Regions from separate parts of the Mus musculus genome. Here all the other regions are linked to region 4. The links are chromatin contacts, called in public HiChIP or PLAC-seq and promoter capture Hi-C maps. All regions are on one chromosome and are shown on one strand. Each heading gives the region's core, a stretch centred on a gene start, on an enhancer-like site or on the middle of the called end of the contact. The rest is flanking DNA. Distances are from core to core; before and after follow the strand shown.

Evidence for each region. Promoter capture Hi-C pulls out the DNA fragments that hold promoters and counts their contacts. HiChIP or PLAC-seq counts read pairs in DNA pulled down with a chosen protein or histone mark.
Region 1: an H3K27ac HiChIP or PLAC-seq map of embryonic stem cells shows a contact between it and region 4, with 2.9 times the contacts expected there. The contact joins the promoter of Cd320 here to the promoter of Zfp870 in region 4. A contact is called at or near these places in 2 of 39 promoter capture datasets (both in liver), 3 of 115 datasets of contacts at active chromatin or transcription factors (astrocytes, embryonic stem cells and large pre-B cells) and 1 of 9 other capture datasets (embryonic stem cells).
Region 2: a contact with region 4 is called in a promoter capture Hi-C map of liver, with 2.8 times the contacts expected there. The contact joins the promoter of Marchf2 here to the promoter of Zfp870 in region 4. A contact is called at or near these places in 3 of 39 promoter capture datasets (hippocampal neurons and liver) and 1 of 115 datasets of contacts at active chromatin or transcription factors (large pre-B cells).
Region 3: a promoter capture Hi-C map of stem cell-derived epiblast-like cells shows a contact between it and region 4, with 2.2 times the contacts expected there. The contact joins the promoter of Akap8l here to the promoter of Zfp870 in region 4. A contact is called at or near these places in 1 of 39 promoter capture datasets (stem cell-derived epiblast-like cells), 3 of 115 datasets of contacts at active chromatin or transcription factors (embryonic stem cells, pancreatic cancer cells and trophoblast stem cells) and 1 of 9 other capture datasets (pancreatic islet).
Region 5: a FOXA1 HiChIP or PLAC-seq map of pancreatic cancer cells shows a contact between it and region 4. The contact joins the promoter of Angptl4 here to the promoter of Zfp870 in region 4. A contact is called at or near these places in 2 of 39 promoter capture datasets (embryonic stem cells and liver) and 3 of 115 datasets of contacts at active chromatin or transcription factors (microglia, neural tube and pancreatic cancer cells).
Region 6: a contact with region 4 is called in a promoter capture Hi-C map of hippocampal neurons, with 2.9 times the contacts expected there. The contact joins the promoter of Pram1 here to the promoter of Zfp870 in region 4. A contact is called at or near these places in 2 of 39 promoter capture datasets (3T3-L1-derived adipocytes and hippocampal neurons).

What each region holds. Positions count from the first base shown.
Region 1 is chr17:33,841,364-33,844,525 of GRCm38.p6, reverse strand. It overlaps Cd320 (CD320 antigen), which reads right to left and starts at 1,435. Exons shown (of 5, transcript NM_019421.3): 1 at 1,235-1,435. The coding sequence starts at 1,355.
Region 2 is chr17:33,717,162-33,719,959 of GRCm38.p6, reverse strand. It overlaps Marchf2 (membrane associated ring-CH-type finger 2), which reads left to right and starts at 1,283. Exons shown (of 5, transcript NM_001252480.1): 1 at 1,283-1,414.
Region 3 is chr17:32,349,162-32,351,962 of GRCm38.p6, reverse strand. It overlaps Akap8l (A kinase (PRKA) anchor protein 8-like), which reads left to right and starts at 1,386. Exons shown (of 14, transcript NM_017476.2): 1 at 1,386-1,476. The coding sequence starts at 1,464.
Region 4 is chr17:32,890,255-32,893,094 of GRCm38.p6, reverse strand. It overlaps Zfp870 (zinc finger protein 870), which reads left to right and starts at 1,492. Exons shown (of 4, transcript NM_207245.2): 1 at 1,492-1,654. The coding sequence starts at 1,652.
Region 5 is chr17:33,780,172-33,783,189 of GRCm38.p6, reverse strand. Angptl4 (angiopoietin-like 4) reads left to right here and starts at 1,615. Exons shown (of 7, transcript NM_020581.2): 1 at 1,615-2,127; 2 at 2,297-2,407; 3 at 2,543-2,660. The coding sequence starts at 1,798.
Region 6 is chr17:33,636,538-33,639,494 of GRCm38.p6, reverse strand. It overlaps Pram1 (PML-RAR alpha-regulated adaptor molecule 1), which reads right to left and starts at 1,439. Exons shown (of 10, transcript NM_001002842.2): 1 at 1,318-1,439. The coding sequence starts at 1,320.

The DNA.
Region 1 (3,162 bases), core at 186-2,685, 950 kb before region 4:
ACCACCCCTTCCTGCCCAGCATAGCCTCCTCTCCATGCCTAACAACTCACAGTCCTGCCAACTCAGACCTTCTCTTCCTGACTCTGTATTTTCTTGGAATGGGCCCAGAGCAGAGCAGACCCTATACCTCTTGGGGGCAATTAATCAGACAGGAGTCAGGATGACCCATGATTCCTCCTCCCAGTCTATGTCCTCATCTGTAAAAGAGGAATACTAAGGCCAGACTTAATGTTGCTCAATAGTAAGTCCAGCTCCTGGGATGCTGGAACAAGAAGACTGCTTGGAGCTACAAAACAGCCGAAAGTGGGAGGAGGGGTAGTTTATGGGTACAGATCCATAAACAGCCAAATACAATGGTCCATACCTAATAATCCCTGTGCTGGGGAGCCTAAGGCACAAGTTGAAAACAGCAGTCCAGCCTGTGTTATATAGTAAGTCCCTGTCTCAAAAAAAGGGGAACTAGTGCCTGCCTTTAATCCCAGTACTTGGGAGGTGGATCTCTAGGAGTTCAAGCCCAGCCTAGTCTATATAGCAAGTTGCAGACAGCCAGAGCTATAAAGTGAGACCCTGTTTGGAAAAAAAAAAAAAAAATCAAAACATAATAAAAACCTAAAAACAGAAACAAAAACAAACAAACCAAAAAAACCTTGAAACAGTTAAGACCTATTCTCATACAGAGTGGATGGTCAGTAGTGGCCAGTGGTCACAATCGGGCCTCCTCGTCCTGCCCGGGACAGGTTCCTGGCCAAGATTGGGGTTCACAGGGGAAATACACTCCAGGGCTCTTCCTTCCATTCTCTGAGGCAGGAATACAAGGAAAAACTGAAGCTCTGGGTGCTGAAAGAACAGCCACAGAACTGCAGCCTCAGGGCTGAAGGTTTCGGGAAGGCATACCTGCTGCAAGAAGGTACCGGGTGACCAGCCCTGCGTGGTGAGAGGTCAAAATCAGAAACAAAAGCCTTCCAGCCCACATTGAGCTGAAGGACGGCTTGGAGGTGACTTAGGGACAGCGCAGGAATAAGGGAGGAAGCTGAGCAGAACACAGGAGAAGGCACCCATGTGGCGGTCCCCTCTGCACGCACAGAGGGCCGATTCTCTCCACTCTACCCACGCTAAAGCCAAACACGCGTGCTGGGGGAGTGTCAACGACCGATGGGCGGCGCAGCCAATAGTGAGGCGATGCCAGCGCGTGGAGGCGGGATCAAAAGCGGTGTAGAAACGGGGGTTCACTCACCGGAGACTTGGACCCGGGTATGGGCCGGAGCCGGAGCGGCCTCTAGGCCTGTTCTGAGACCAAAGAGGAGCCGCAGCACCAGGCCCAGGGCCACTGCCCGCCCAGCTCCGCCCCGCGCCATCCAACAGCTAGCCGAACTGCTCCGCTCCAGCCGCAGCCGCTCAGTCAGAAGGACGCGCTGATTCTCGCGCACGCGCACACAAAGGCAGGGGGGAGTGGCGCAAGCAAGCCTGCGACCGTAAGTACCCGAATACAAGGGTACTTTGATTTTAGGGCTCCTCCTGGCTTCTTCCTAGCAGTAAAACCTAATGTGTTTGGTGACCTAGGCCTGTAACTCCCAGATATTCTACAGGCTGAGGAAGAACAAAGCCAACCTAGGCTATTAAAGGAGACCCTACCTCAGAATAAAAAACAGGAATTCGGGGAGTAGTTCAGTAGTAGAGCACTTGCCTAGTAGTATTCAGGAGGCTCTAGGTTTAATCCCCAGTTCCATGAAAATAACCACATTAACTTGAAATAATAAACTTCTGCTGAACAGTGGTGGTGTACGCCTTAAATCCCAGCACTTGGGAGGCAAAGACAGGCAGATTTCTGAGTTCCAGGCCAGCCTGGTCTACCGAGTAAGTTCCAGGACACCGGGGGCTACAAAGAGAAACCCTGTCTCAAAAAACCAAAAATAAAAATAAACCTTCTAGGGATATAAATGAACTTAGCAATTTTGACCTAAACTTCACATGTAGCCTACTGCAAATATCACTGCCCAATGGTCCCAATGAATATGGCAGCCACACCCTGTGAACACTCCCCAGCAGGTCCCTCCTTTGTGCCACCTAAGGATTTTACTTATTTTAGCTTTATTGTCTTGATTGCCCCCTAGAATGCCAGCTGCAGGCGAACCAGGATGTTGGTTTCCTTTGATGAATGGCGAAAATAGTGAGGGAATGATGGAATGATCAAATGAGTGAACAGTTACTGGCTTCGAACCTGGACTGACCATCTCCTTGGTTCCCATCCCAACCTCATTAACTTCTAGTTCTCACACACTTGAGAAACATTTATTCTAACATGGGCCTGGTAGATTGATACTACAATTGTATTAATTGTAATTGATACAGATTGGCAGCCTTGGGTTTTCTCATCCCACTTCCACAGTTGAATGCATTGAGTCAGCTTATCCAATGTGGCTAGTGATGTTGTGGTTTCTGCTGGTCTGAGGTAACCCAAGCTGGCCTGAAACTAGTGATCCTCTCTCTTGCTTTGGCCTCCGAAGTATTGGGGATATAGTCATGTACCAGCTTAGTGTTTTATTCTTCACATTACGTTTTCCATAGCTCTACCTTAAGATTCCACGACACTGGCCGGGCGTGGAGGCGCATGCCTTTAATCCCAGCACTCGGGAGGCAGAGGCAGGTGGATTTCTGAGTTCAAGGCCAGCCTGGTCTACAAAGTGAGTTCCAGGACAGCAGGGCTACACAGAGAAACCCTGTCTCGAAAAACCAAAAAGAAAAAAAAAAAAAAAAAAAAAAAAAGAATCTATGACACTACCTCCCAACAAGGCTGGAAGGCAAGTCACTAACCTTCAAATGGCTAAGTTTCCCAGAATGTAGACCAGAAGGCTACATAGAAGTCCAGACTTTCACACAAATGGTGCTGCTTGTGGATGGATGGCCTCTCTACCACCGTAAATGTTAGAGGTTATGACTACTTTTGGAGTGTACTGTGTAAGCCTCACCAATTTCTGGAGAAGGCAATGGTATTCAGGCAGAGAGGGATGCAGACAGAGGTAAGTAAGACAGCCCAGGGGAGGGTGGGGATCATCCTACATTTTTTTTTCCTCTTTTTTTTTTTTTATTATGTATTTTCCTCAATTACATTTCCAATGCTATCCCAAAAGTCCCCCCCTCCCCCCACCCATTCCCATTTTTTTT
Region 2 (2,798 bases), core at 34-2,533, 830 kb before region 4:
CATTGTAAGAATAATAATTCATACTAATAACGTGGGGCTGTGGTGGCATATGCCTATAATCTTACGCTTGTGAGGGTGAGGCAGGACCTGGGCTACACAGTAAGACCTGTCTCTAACAAATAAGCAAACACAATGATTAAAAACCGCTAATGTTTGTCTCACAATATTTATATTAGTTAATGTGTCCCCAGGGTCTTGCACATGCCTGGACCATAATAATGCTTCCTACAGAATTTTGATCTTTTTGGTTTTCCTTCATATGGTTGGCCTTGCTTTCTGTGTAGTTGAGGGTGACCTTGAACTTCCTGGGTGCTGGGATTATAGGCATGTATGACCAAGCCCAGGGCTTTGTGTATGCTAGGCAAGTACTGCTAAGTGTTCTCTCACTGAAACCAGTGCTAGATTGGCAGACAGCAAACCCCAGCCATCTTCCTGTTTACACCATCTACAGCACTGAGGTTACAGGAGTTCGAGGCCCTATTCAGCTCTTTTATGTGGATGCTGGGGATTTTAACTCAGATCCTCATGTTTGCCATGCAAGAGCTCTTGCCCGCTGATCTATCTCAACAGCTCTTTCTACCATCTGTTGCTCCATTTTTTGAATGTATGTCTTGCTTGAATAATTGATGAGTAAATGATGATGGCTTTAGTTTCCTCCACAGAACTCTAACCCCTTTGGGCGGATTTCCTTCTGCAAAATGTGATCATAGCCACCCTAGGATTGGTAAGTGTGATAAAAATGTAGCTCAGTTCACACTGTTTGTGCCTAGCACGGAAGAAAAACTTCATTCCATTCTAGCTCCCGATAGAACTGGGAAGGTGGAGGCCAGAGGATCAGAGAGGTTATCCTTGGCTACAGAGTGAGTACGAGGTTAGCCTGATCTACATTAAAACTGTCTTTAAAAAACACAACAAACAAACAAACAAACAAACAAACAAACAAACAAACGGGGGCCGGGGGGAGCGGAGAAGAAGGCGGAAAGAAGTTATTTGGCAAGTGTGAAGTTGTTTACTTAAGCTCGCCTTTGTTCTGCTCCAGGCTCTGGCAGCAAGTCTACAGCCAGAGATTGGGATGGGGGAGGAGCTGGGATGAGGCGGGGTCCATTTTGGGGGTGGAGCCAGAACGCAGCAGGGGCGGAGTCAGAAGCTGCGGCGCCGCGGGGCCTGGACCGCCCAGGACGTCCCGTATTTTGAAGGCCCCACCTTCTTGGGCGGGGCGTGTATGCTGATTGGCAGATGATACTCAGAGGCAGTCTTCATTGGTTCGCCGTGCTGTCTGCTCGGCGGGCGGTGCCCGGACGCAGGTGCTCGCCGGAGCCGGAGCAAGCCGCTGCTGACGGGCCGGGCCGGGCCGGGACCCGGGCCAGGGAGAACCGAGGGGCCTGCGCGGTCGCCCGGCCCGGCCGCGGAACAGGTAGGCACGGAACAGCGAATGGGCCTGACCCGAGTATGTAGGCAGGTTTCCCAGGTTCCGGGTTCGAGCCTCCGGCTGAGTACTCGAGCGGGACAGATAGGGCGCTACCCTTGGCCTTACTTAGCCCTGCTCAGGACGCAGGCACCTCAATTATCATTTCAAGGTTGGTGAGAGGTCTCCGAGCCTCGCCACGCAGGAGAAACCTCTGTGAGCCTCGGTTTCCCCATCTAGGAAAAGTGGGTCATCTCGGAGCCAACATGATTTAGGAAATGGCTGATGAGAAAAGCGCCTGGCATACAGTAGGAGGTCAATAAGTGACTAATGTCACTCTGAAACCCTCTTCATAACGGTTCTGTTTGGGTGATTATTAACATTATAAAGAGTTGGGGCGCTTCACAAAAAGCTACTCAGTGCACTGTACTGAAAATGTTGTTTTTCAAACAGTAGTCAGGGACTGCCAAGATAGCTCAGCTGGTCAAGGTGCTTGTTGTCTGAGTTCAGTCTTGAGGTCTCATATGGTGAAAGAAAAACTGACAACAGAAAGTTGTCATTTGGACTCCATAGACACACCCTTGCATGAATATACACCACATACATATGCAAAAATACAAGCAAAATAAATATAATTGAAAACACTTTTTTTGTTTTGTTTTGTTTTTCGAGACAGGGTTTCTCTGTATAGCCCTGGCTGTCCTGGAACTCACTTTGTAGACCAGGCTAGCCTCGAACTCAGAAATCCGCCTGCCTCTGCCTCCCGAGTGCCAGGATTAAAGGTGTGCGCCACCATGCCTGGGGAAAACACTTTTAAAAAAACTCTGTAGTCAGAATTAATGTGGTTAGTGGGAAACATACTAGGTAGAAGTATTAAAAGTAATTCCTTTCATCTAAATGAGTAAATTGAAGTTCAGGGAAGTTAAAGCTGTTGCCCAAGGCCATACAGCAAATAGGAAGTAGAGCTTCTGGGATTAGAACTTAGTTTCTGGACTGGGGGTCTAGCTCAGTACTTGCCTAGCATGCACTAGGCCCTTGTTTTATCTCAGTACTGCCAAGAAAAACAACACACACACACACACACACACACACACACCCTAAAGTAAGAAAGAGATGGATGAGGCCCAGAAAAGCAAATTAACTTGAATCAAGACATACAGTATCAGTGACAGAGGCAGAATAAAGTGCCTAGGGCATGGAGCATGGTGGTACAGGCCTGTTAGGTCAGGTGCTCTGGAGGCTGAGGCAGGAAGACTTCAAGGTTCCGCTGGGTTATTTAGTGTAACTTTGGTATTGTTTAGTTCTTTTATTTTTGAGGTCTTACTCTGTAGCCTTGGCTGTCCTGGAACTCCTTACGGAGAACAGGCTGACTTAGAGATTGGATTGCCTCTGC
Region 3 (2,801 bases), core at 137-2,636, 540 kb after region 4:
GCAGCTCACAGTAACTCCAGGGTATCCAGTACCCTCTTCTGACCACCTCAGGCACTGGGGGTGCATGTAGTTGCATAGACATATATTCAAGCAAAACAAATACATAAGCCTAAAAAGAATTGATAAACATTCCTTAATACCAATAGAACACCTACTTTAACATTTCTCAAAACCATAAGAAGGTACATGAATCATAGAAGCAGAGCTTGCTGTAGTTTATCCATTGTTTTATTTTTAGGGTTCTTCCAAGGATACCTCCCATGGTGACTTTCCACACAGCCAGGAGGAGCCAGGCATAGTGCTTAGAACAAGGCTGGTACTGGGTTACATTTTTCGTTTTGTGGAGCTGAGCATTGAACATAGGTTCTTATGTCAAGCATTTGCAATAATATATGATACATTGAGATATACTACTTGTATAACAAATAGCATACACATAAACAGTTATTTTTAAAGTGGTTTTTGAGAGGCAGGAGAGATGGCTCAGCAGTTAAGAGCACTAGCTGTTTTCCCAGAGGACCCAGGTTCAATTCCCAGTACCTTCATGGCAGCTCAGGGCTGTCTGAAACTCCAGTTCAGGTGATCTGACACCCTCACACAGACACGCGCAAGCAAAACACTAATACACATAAAATTTTCAAAAGCATCTTTATTTTGCAGTTGGAGAGCTCACATAAGGCCTTCTGTACATGCTAGGATAAAATGTTTTTCCACCAAGCTATATCCTTACAAACACTATTAATTGTTATGTAACGATTAATAAGAAAATAATATTTACTATTTACTTTGTGAAACTGGCCCTAATTCTTTACCCCTCCTTGAAACGGGGACTCACTGGAACCCAGAGTGGCTTAGAATTCATATAGTATAATCTGACCTCAAACTCGAGTCATTCTGTCTCAGGCTCCGGTATTCTGGGGTTACAGAAGTCAGCTACTACACATGGCCTTCTTCGTTTGTTTTAACGTTATCTCACATAACGTTTGTCAGGACCTTGTTTAGCAGTTAGATACTAATTTTCTCCTTTCAACATGGCTTTACCATTCTTGACTTCATTTCAGTGGCGGGGCGCAAGACGGTCGTCTCTGCTCACGCTGGCAAGTGTCTCGCTCGCACACACCAGGCGAGCACACGCGTGGGCTCGGACCTCTAGGTTGCATGCAGCTCCGCCCCTTCGAACCTTTCCATCTTCTCCCCTTGGCCTATTGGCGCAGGTTTTTGTTAACAGGAGGCGGAGAGTAAGGCGGGGTCGTCGGGGGTTGGCAGTATCTCCAACCACTGTCACGAAGAGGTGTAAAAATAGACAGGTAGCGAAACCAATAGGCGTGAAGTCCGAGGTTTGCAGAAGCCAATGAGATAAGGAGGCGGGGCTGGAGCGTGTGTGGAAGGACCCCAGGGATTGTTGTGGCGTCAGACGCGCAGAGTAGCGGTCTGTGTCCACGGCTCGGGTGTTCTCTGCGGCCATGAGCTACACAGGTAGGCCCAACAGGGTGAAGGCAGCGCTCTGGGCCGGGGCGTCAGGACGGGCTGAGTCATGCTAGGATCTCCTCTTGTAGTGTCGTGGTCATTGCCCTCTGTGGTCACAAAATGGCGTCTTAGGCTCTTCCCTTCGGGGTCGCATCCCTCAAGCTTCGGCTCTCACTGACCTCAGCCGGGCATCTTGGACTCTCCTGGCTACTCAAGGATTTGCTTGTGTCTTCTGTGACCGTAGGTCTTGGGCCTCAACGTTAGGTTCAGGCTTCCCGCACCTCCGTTCGTCATTCCCTGGCTAGTGCCCCACGGACACCCACGTCTAAGACGTCGCTTCTCAGGCCTGAGCTTCTGAGATCAGTCCGTTGGGGCGGCTGCTGTCGCCATTGCCTCCCTTGAGCAGTTTCTGTGCAAAACGTCGCAGACCCTTACTCATGGCACTCCCCCCACTTCATCTGGTATAAAGCGGGAGGGGGGGAGAGCCAACCTCCCCTACCTCACTCCCCCAGGGGGCGGTGAGAATCTGTAAATCTATATGAAGGCTCTGAACCGTTGCAGGGAGCTTTAGAGAGCAAGCTTGAACCCTGGTGACGAATGACTACTTTCCACTCAACTTACCGAATCAGGTGCTGAATAGACACTGAATGCTGACAAGAATTTCTTAAGCATCTTATAGGCGAGGACAGACAAAATACAATAAATATATTATTTTGGGTCTTGGGTATCCTGAAGAGATTCAGCCATTACACGGAGAGCTTTGAAGCCTCTGGGAAGGGTGACGTTTAAGAAGAGATGTAAGCAAAATAGGAAAGAGTAAAGATAGCTGTCGCTGTAAAACATACTGGGCTGGAACCGCCTACCTACTTAGATCAGTGATATTTGAGCAAAGAGGAAGGTGGGTGAGGAGCATGGTGAGGGGTGTGGAATATGCTTGAGTGACTGTAGAATCATTCTTGAGTGAGTTAGTTGCCAAGGCTCCCTGGGTTTGCCAATGAAACTTATCAGTCAGTGCCACAGACAGTGCCTCCCACTTTACTGGAGGTATTTCAGGCTTGAACTTAAGTGGTTGCTGGATAACCCACATTCTGTTTGGAATGTTTAAGGCTTTCAATGGAACCTGAGCTTTATGCCAGTCCTCCTAAGCCCCTGGGTCAAATGCTTGCCAAGAACCTTGGGATTTTTAACAACCATCCTCTAGGCCAGTGGTTCTCAACCAGGGTGATTTTGCCTGCCTCACACCTCCCAGGGGTACATTTGGCAATATCTGGAGTCCTGTTTTGTCTTATCTATATAATGTGTGTATGGGCAGGGGGGGGGTGGAGGTGGGGGAC
Region 4 (2,840 bases), core at 243-2,742:
TGAGACATCCAGCCTTGTGTTCTGAGCAACTACTGGGTTCTTGGACTTTCTGTTCAAAGTCAGTCATTGTTGGACTAGTTAGACCACAGCCTGTAAATTATTTTATACATCTCTCTCCCGCTGTGTGTGTGTGTGTGTGTGTGTGTGTGTGTGTGTGTGTGTGTGTGTGTTCTGTTATGCTAAAGAACCATGTGGTGGTTTGAATTGCTTGGCAAGGCCCAGGGAGTGGCACTTTTAAGACTTGTGGCCTTGTTAGAGGAAGTATGTCATTGTTGCAGTGGACTTTGAGGCTCCTAGTGTTCAAGCTCTGCCCTGTGCAGAAGAGAGTCCCTTCCTGGCTGCCTGGAGAAGACAGTCTCCTCCTGGATGCCTTCTGATTAAGATGTAGGACTCCCAACACTTACAGTACCATATCTGTCTGGAGGCTGCCATGCTTTCCACCATGATGATAATGGACCGAACCTCTGAAACTGTAAGCCAGTCCCAATTAAATGTTTGCCTTTATAAGAGTTGCCTTGGACATGGTGTCTCTTCACAGCAATAAAACCCTAATTAATACAAACCCTAACACACAGCAAGAGCAGATGTTTATTGGTCTGAGAAAATAAGGCCTCCAAACCTGAACACATCACAAAGGCTCTGAAAATCCGTTTTTGCAGTAGAGAGCAGGGCAGGAGGGCACTGATTTCAACAGGCCCAGAAACTGGTTTTCTGGGTAAACATTTTTTGTTTTTGTTTTGTTTGGTTTTTTGCTTTTTGTTTTTGTTTTTGTTTTGTTTTGTTTTTTTTTTTTTGAAACTGCAGGGTGAGAGACAAGTCAGGTTGCCTATTTTTGTCAATTTGTTTGTTTGTTCGAGACAGGGTTTCTCTGTATAGCCCTGGCTGTCCTGGAACTCACTCTGTAGACCAGGCTGGCGTCGAACTCAGAAATCTGCCTGCCTCTGCCTCTGCCTCCCAAGTGCTGGGATTAAAGGCATGCGCCACCACCACCTGGTTATTTTTGTGAATTTTATTGGTGGAATAGTTCGCAAAGTCTTGTACAGACTGGCGGTATAGCGGTGGGATGTGGGAAGATGAGAGCGGGCTGAGAGGTTTCCTTTAATAAGGCCCTTCCTCCTAATCCTACTCAAAGCAGCTCTTAAGAGTTGTCTCCGTGACCAGAGTCTGGAATTCTCTTGCTCTGACCCCATTCTTAGGAGGAAGAATTAGGAACGGCTCACTGTGAATTGTTACAAGCAAGAGAACAAACTTCGCTTGCATGCACACAGTCACCCAGACAGGGCTAGAACGCAGGGGTCTAGAGTGAAATCTGCTTGCTAATTTGCCTAATAAAACTTGTATGCCCTGTCACTAGCGCTCCAGGACCTGAGCCAAGGGCTCGCTGGCCTATCCGGAGAAAGGTTAGGCTCGCTGGCCTATCAGGGTAAAGGTTATTACTTTAGTGTCTGAAGTGTCCAATGAGAAGTACGCTTCTTGCATGAGGGGCTTTGTCTGACCGAGGTCTGTTTCCTTAAACCCCCTCCCCAGCCCCCCAAATTAGGCATGTTTGTGTTATTTGGAAGTATGTCCTAGATGCCAGGCCTAGATATCAGAGTCGCCTTCACTGACAGCAGGAGCCGCAGGAGCACACCAGGACACTCCGGGGCTGGAAATGGTACGTTCGGCCTGTGACTTAGATGTGGGCAGGATGCTGCGGCAGCAGACGGAGACCGCAATGGGAGCAGGTCTTGCAAGACAGCTGAGTCTGCAGCGGAGTCTCATCTGGCTCCGCTGGGTCTTGCCGCTCCGATTCCGCTGGGTGGAGCTGGTCCATCAGACAGAGCGGTGGTCTCTTCCTCTCTGAGCGCTCAGCGCTGCAGCGTCTGGGGTCAGCTGGGCTTCTCCACCAAGGTCTCGGGAGGATCCTGAGGAGCCAACTCTGGGAGTTGGATTGGGACTCTTCTACGGGGGATGAAGGTGGAGCTGCGTGGATGATGAAGGTTAGGACACGAGTCCTATAACTGCTTCGTCCTCCCCTGAAAATCTCGACACACCCTATGCAGTGTCTCAGGGCGCAGCTACCCAGAGGACTTTGTGATTCTCAGTGTTGAGAGAGAGAGATGGGGTGGGGGGTGCCGGGGTGTGTGTGTGCGGGGGAGGGGGGTTAGACATATTGGAGCAGCGAGTGGCCCCATCCTTTCTGGAATAAATGCCCATAGTGCAGTGACTCTCAACCTTCCTAATGTTCATTTTGTGATCCCATCCATAAAATTACCTTTGTTGCTCCTTTATAACTGCAATTCTGCTACCGTTATGAACCGTAATGTAAACATCTGATATGCAAGATATCTAACATACAACCCTTGAGGCTGGTACTGGTCCTGGACTCACAGATCTGCCTAGTTCTGCTCTCCAGTGCTGGGATGAAAGATGTGCACTTCCACACCTAGTGATTCCAGTTTGAATCCCTAACATCAACCAGCAGATCACACGGGGACATTTCACACAACCAGAGACAACACAGGTTACAAATGGCTAGGAAATAGTTAAAGAGCCTGCAGAATCCGTCTGTCCTGAAGACACAGGTAGAGAGCTGAGGTAGGTGAGGGGGGAGTCTCCAGGGGACCAGCTAAGGCTTGGCAGTGCAGGTACGTAGATGCCAAATGCCTCTTGGGAGGACAGGCTATTGGATGGTGACTTTCAGGTGGGCTGAATATTTTGCCACGAAGAAACTGCTGTGGTGAGGGACATGGTGATCCAGGAGTTGACAATTTTGCTGGCTTTTGACAGCTGACCCTGCCACTCTCTGGTTTTAGTCTCAGGTAAGAGGGTTCCATCTGTTGTGGACCAAAAGCCCCTGT
Region 5 (3,018 bases), core at 366-2,865, 890 kb before region 4:
TCTAGATTGTTTGCTTTTTAAATTTTTTTTAAAAAAGATGTATTTATTTTATTTATATGAGTACATTGTAGCTGTCTTCAGACACACCGGAAGAGGGTATCAGATCCTATTACAGATGGTTGTAAGCCACCATGTGGTTGCTGGGAATTAACTCAGGACCTTTGGAAGAGCAGTCAGTACTCTTAACTGCTGAACCATCTCTCCAGCCTGCTTTTTAAATGTTTAAATGACTGTTTTAAATTGTGTGCATGTGTGTGAGTGCCTGAGGAGGTCAAAGTCACCATAGCTCCTGGAGCTGGAATTATAGGTGACTGTGAGCTGTTGGACTTAGATCCCCTGCAAAAGATGTAAATGCTCTTAACTGGTAAGATAGATTTCCAGTTCCTCCTGGCTTTTTTAGTTGTTGTTGTTGTTGTTTTGTGACAAGGTCTTCTTCCTGGATGGCCTGGAACTTCACTATGTAGACCAGGCTGACCTCAAACTCACAGAGCTTCCTCCAATTGCTTCTTGCTCTGCAGTGCTGGGAGTTAAAGTATGCATAACTATGAATTGTTTTTGTTTTGTTTTGAAACAAGGTCTTGCTGTTTCAGCGTTGACTGGTCTGTAACTTACTATGTAGAGCAGGCTAGCTTGTAGCTTGTACTATTCCCCTGTGTCCTGCGTGATGGGTTTACAGGTGCGTGCCACCAGTTTTGTTGTTGCTGTTGTTGTTTGGAGACCTGGCTCAGAGTAGCCCAGGCTCTCTTAAACTCACTTGTGTAGCTCAAGATGAATTCCACACTCTTCTGCTCCATGCCCCAAGAGCTGGGATGACAGGTCTGTCCTCAGACACTGATCCTCCTTTAACGCAGGTAAATTCCTGGACACCAAGACCCCTGGTGGTGGAGGACAGGCAACAGGAGGAAGCCTAGGGTTGCAATCTCTACAATGTAGACAGAAATCCCAGCTATTGACTATTTGGCCAGGAAGAGGTGACTAATTGAACAAGGGTGTTAGTGATCCTCACAAACACATCTGCAATGACGAATGCTTGAGCTGGAAAGAGCGTGGGAGCCAGAAAGGTGGTGGAAGTGAGAGTGGGGGCAGGGGTTCCGCCTGGTCTGTGGATTAAAGATCTCAGGAAGCCTCTAAGAGGCAGAGAGCAAGGTTCTGTAATCCCCCACTTGCCATCTGAACTCAGCCTACCAGGGAGAGAACTTTCTGCCACGTAACTCTGCCCTACTTTGCTTTTGACTTGAGAAGGGGTCAGTCAAGAAGGCATCCACGTAGCGGGAAGGGGAAAAAAAAAAAAGAAGGCATCTACGTCCTGATTTGTACGCCCTTTCCTCCATTGAACCGGGCTGGGATGCGGGCTAGGGCTGGGAATTTCCGGCCTTAGGATGAACCATGCAGTGCACAGACAGTCACGTCGCTTATTAGGTCGCAAGGAAGGCGAAGCAGCCATCCCCAAGAACTCTTCATACACACACACACACACACACACACACACACACACACACACGCCACACACACACACTCGTAACTACAAAGCCTGTGGCATTGCACCCTAAAACTTGGCCACTCGCTCCGCCCCCGGGCCCCGCCTCCAATGCTCTCCCTCCCACTCCCACACCCGCTTTATAAAGTGGGGCTTTAGGTGCAACCGTGAAACGCTTATGAGCTACGGGCTCCAGATCTTCTTCTGCACCAGAGCAAGTCTAAGTCTGAGCCGGCTCCCCCAGAACTCCAGCTGCTGGGTCTTGAACTCCTGCGTTCCGGAGTCCTAGCGTTGCTGCACCCAAGGCCACCCCCAGAATCATGCGCTGCGCTCCGACAGCAGGCGCTGCCCTGGTGCTATGCGCGGCTACTGCGGGGCTTTTGAGCGCGCAAGGGCGCCCTGCACAGCCAGAGCCACCGCGCTTTGCATCCTGGGACGAGATGAACTTGCTGGCTCACGGGCTGCTACAGCTCGGCCATGGGCTGCGCGAACACGTGGAGCGCACCCGTGGGCAGCTGGGCGCGCTGGAGCGCCGCATGGCTGCCTGTGGTAACGCTTGTCAGGGGCCCAAGGGAAAAGATGCACCCTTCAAAGACTCCGAGGATAGAGTCCCTGAAGGCCAGACTCCTGAGACTCTGCAGAGTTTGCAGGTAGGCGCATCTACTAGGACTCTGACTCTACTTAGACTAACGAGTCTAGTACTCCAGGACCTGGGTGGAGAAGGGCCTCAGAGCAGACTGTGAAAGGGTAGAAGGGAGGGTGAATAAGAGGAGGTTGCCGACATAAAGCCAGGTCTTCACTAGCCTTGCATATCTTCAGACTCAGCTCAAGGCTCAAAACAGCAAGATCCAGCAATTGTTCCAGAAGGTGGCCCAGCAGCAGAGATACCTATCAAAGCAGAATCTGAGAATACAGAATCTTCAGAGCCAGGTAATTACCCCAGCAATTGGCCCAAATGGGAAAGAGGAAACAAAGTGGGGGTGAAATGTAGTGATGAAATGTGGCTAAGCAGTTGTTATGGCATGAGTCAAAAGATCTAACCACCCGTTTCCTGCCCGGTCTTAGATAGACCTCTTGGCCCCCACGCACCTAGACAATGGAGTAGACAAGACTTCGAGGGGAAAGAGGCTTCCCAAGATGACCCAGCTCATTGGCTTGACTCCCAACGCCACCCACTTACACAGTGAGTATCTCTGGTCTTTGCTGTCATCTGGCAACTCCCCAACCACCCCACTTGCCATTCCAATCCTTAGCCTTCTTGTCAGGTCCACCTTAATAGGAAAGAAAGAGATTCTGGCCTTGGGTTCCTGTGGGCTCACTAGGCTCTCATCAAGGGTATTTTTATATATTGCACCCTCTTCACTTATGATCCTGCTTGGCCAGACCACCCCACCATTCTTTCCCAGCAAGAATCTTCCCAAAATCTTATTAGCCGTTAACCAGAACAAGTAGAGGAAGGCAGATCATAAGGAGCTAAAGTTTCAGGGGTTCTGGGAGATGGTGGTGTAGCTCAGGGACATCATGCAAAGGAATCCAGGGCT
Region 6 (2,957 bases), core at 190-2,689, 750 kb before region 4:
AATTTGTTTTTTGAAGCAGGGTCTCATATATCCTGGGCTGGCCTCAAACTTGCTTTATAGTTGAGGATAACCTTCTGCCTCTGCCTCCCATGTGCTGAGATTACAGGTGTGTGCCACCATTAGTTTAGCTTGCTTGCTTGCTTTTCTTTTTCTCTTCTCTCTTCTCTCCTCTCCTCTTCTCTCTTCCTCTCCTCGCCCCCCTCTCTTTTTCTTTCCTTTCCCTTTCCCTTTTCCCTTTTTCCTTTTTCCTTTCCTTTCCTTTTTTTGTTTTTTGTTTATTTTAAGTCAGTTTCTCACTATGTAGCCCAGGCTGGGATTCAACAGTTCTACTGCTTCAGCCATCTGAGTGCTGGCATTACAGGTGTATACCACCATACCCATTTTGACTATAAATTGTTAAAATTTAGTTGGGGGGACTAGAGAGATTTCTCAGTAGGTAAAGTACTTGTCATGCAAGCCTGAGTTCTAGCTTCAGTACTCATACATAACAAAGTCAGGAGCAGTACCTGTCATCCTAGTTAGCTCTGGAGAGCTTAGGCCAGGAGGCCCTCTAGGGCTTGTTGGCTAGCCATTCTAACTAAGTTAACAAGCTCTACATACATCTATCTAAGATGTGGGTATTAGGTGTCATAGTCCCTGACATGTCTCATGAGGACCAGAAGGGAGGCTCCCCAAATGTACAGGCACTATATGATATGTTTAGAACATTTCTGGTGCTCTCAAGTCTGACCTGCTCTTTGCCATAGGTGCTGGTAGATATCCCCAGCCTATCTTCACCAAGGGTAAAAAAGATTGGAGGACAGAGAGGACAGAACCTTGTAAATCTATCTAGAGATGGACTCAGAAGGATCTCTGGGAAGGAAGCAATTCTTGCCTGGGGTCAGACATTTCTTTGTTGAAGCCCCAGTCTAAGTGAGTTGATGACCACAAGGGTAGATAAGGAAGGGTTTAGCAGAGCACAGCTTGGGTAACGGACTGGAGATGGGGACTGGTGTAGCAGGTGCGTGACCCATTTAATCACTTCACAGGAAACCTCTGCTTATATCCCAGCTGCTGACCTGGATTGAGGGTATATCATTCCAGGCAGACCCAACCAGCACCACACTGCCTTGCAGTCACAGATACAAAGCTGGTCCACAAGAGCTCAAGCTATTATGCCTTGGTTGTTTCTTATCTTTTCCTGTGCCATCTCATCCCCAAGACTGTTCTAGCTCTGTTCTGCTAGGTTACCCATGAGGGCATATTTACCAGTTCCCCAGTTTCTACTTGGGACCCTTGTTACCTGAATGAACTTCCAATGGGGGCTTGAGGACTCACCATGGCTTCAGGGGATGATGAACCACAGGGTGAATGAGCTCTGAGCTTAGGCTTCTGCCTTGAGGAAGTTAAGTGTGGTTTCTGCTCCACGGGCTGACACACCAAGTCGGAGCTGTTGGGCTGGGGAGGGCAGAGGAGGAAGGAGGCGGAGATAGCCTTTCTGTCCCCTCCTTGAGTTCCTGCCTGTCCACTACTGTCCCCAAAGTCAGGTCATTAGACCTAAGCACATCTATAAAGCACAAGTTTCCTAGCTCCTACTAGCCTCTTGATTCCCTATTGTCCCCCTTAGTTTTAACACTTTGGGGTCCTGACAAGCTTTGTCTCTGAAGAGGCAAGCTTAGGACAAACTCAGGACAGTCACAGCACCTTAGTGGGGATTTTATGGCTTTCTCTGGGTCTTAAGACGTCTCTAAAGAGGTAGACCTAGGATATGGCTGTTGCAATGGTGAGGACATATCTGTCCTCCTGTATTGCTTCATCTACCTTGTTTCACCATTTGTACTCTCAACAGGACTTCCCTGTTAAGGTGACAAATGCCCCATCAGCCAGGGCTATGCACCCAAAGCATCATCAACTGGGATAAGCAGACTTATGGGTGGGTGGCATTAAAAGATGTCTAAGTCCTGGGCTGAAGGGACATCACTGTTGCTGTGAAGGTATGGGGTTTTAGGACCTCTCAAGTTCACAGTGGTTAAAGGAAGCAGAGAGAGGAGAAACAAGAAAACTGGATTGCAGGAAAATGAAGCCCAAAGTGGGACAAAGGTAGATATAGGAAAGGAGAGCCCTGACACGTGATTCAGTCCACAGGAACAAAGAACACTCAGCAGGGTTCAGAGGTATGATTCTCAGTTTGGGAACAGAATAGAATTCTTTGAGCTGTTAAAAAAATATCTTCCAGAGATTCTGATGTCACCAGTCTGGGATGTGGTCCAAGGAGGAGGACTACTTACACCCTAGCAGGATGGTTCTGGTGTATAGATGAGTGTACATGTGTCTATGTCCCTGGAGTCACAAAGTACATGCTCTAAGCAACTGGCGTAGTGGTGCATACTTGTAATCCCAGCAGAAGCAGGAAGTTCACTACATTTCCAAGGTTAGCCTAATCTACATAGTGAATTTCAGGCCAGCCAGCACTACATAATGAGACCCTGACTCAGAAACGTAACCAAAAAAGTACATGTTCTACCCAGGTATAGTGGCACACATCCGTAATCCTCGCATGTGGGAGAAGAGGATATTAAGTGCATGACCATCCCCCGGCTGGAAAGTTGAGACCCTGTGAAGGAAGATAACATAAACTAAATCCAAAGTTTGTAGCTCTGTTGGTAGTGTACTTATATAGCATGTACAAAGCCTTAAATCTGATTTCTAGAATCTCATAAAACAGCACTTGGGAGTTAAAAGCAGGAGGATTGGAAAGTCTGGTAGTTTAAGGCTATTGTTGCAGTGCCTTGTAAAAATACAATGAAGCCGGGCAGTGGTGGCGCACGCCTTTAATTCCAGCACTTGGGAGGCAGAGGCAGGCGGATTTCGAGTTCGAGGCCAGCCTGGTCTACAAAGTGAGTTCCAGGACAGCCAAGGCTACACAGAGAAACCCTGTCTCGAGTAAAAGAAAAAAAAAAAAAACCCACAATGAAAAC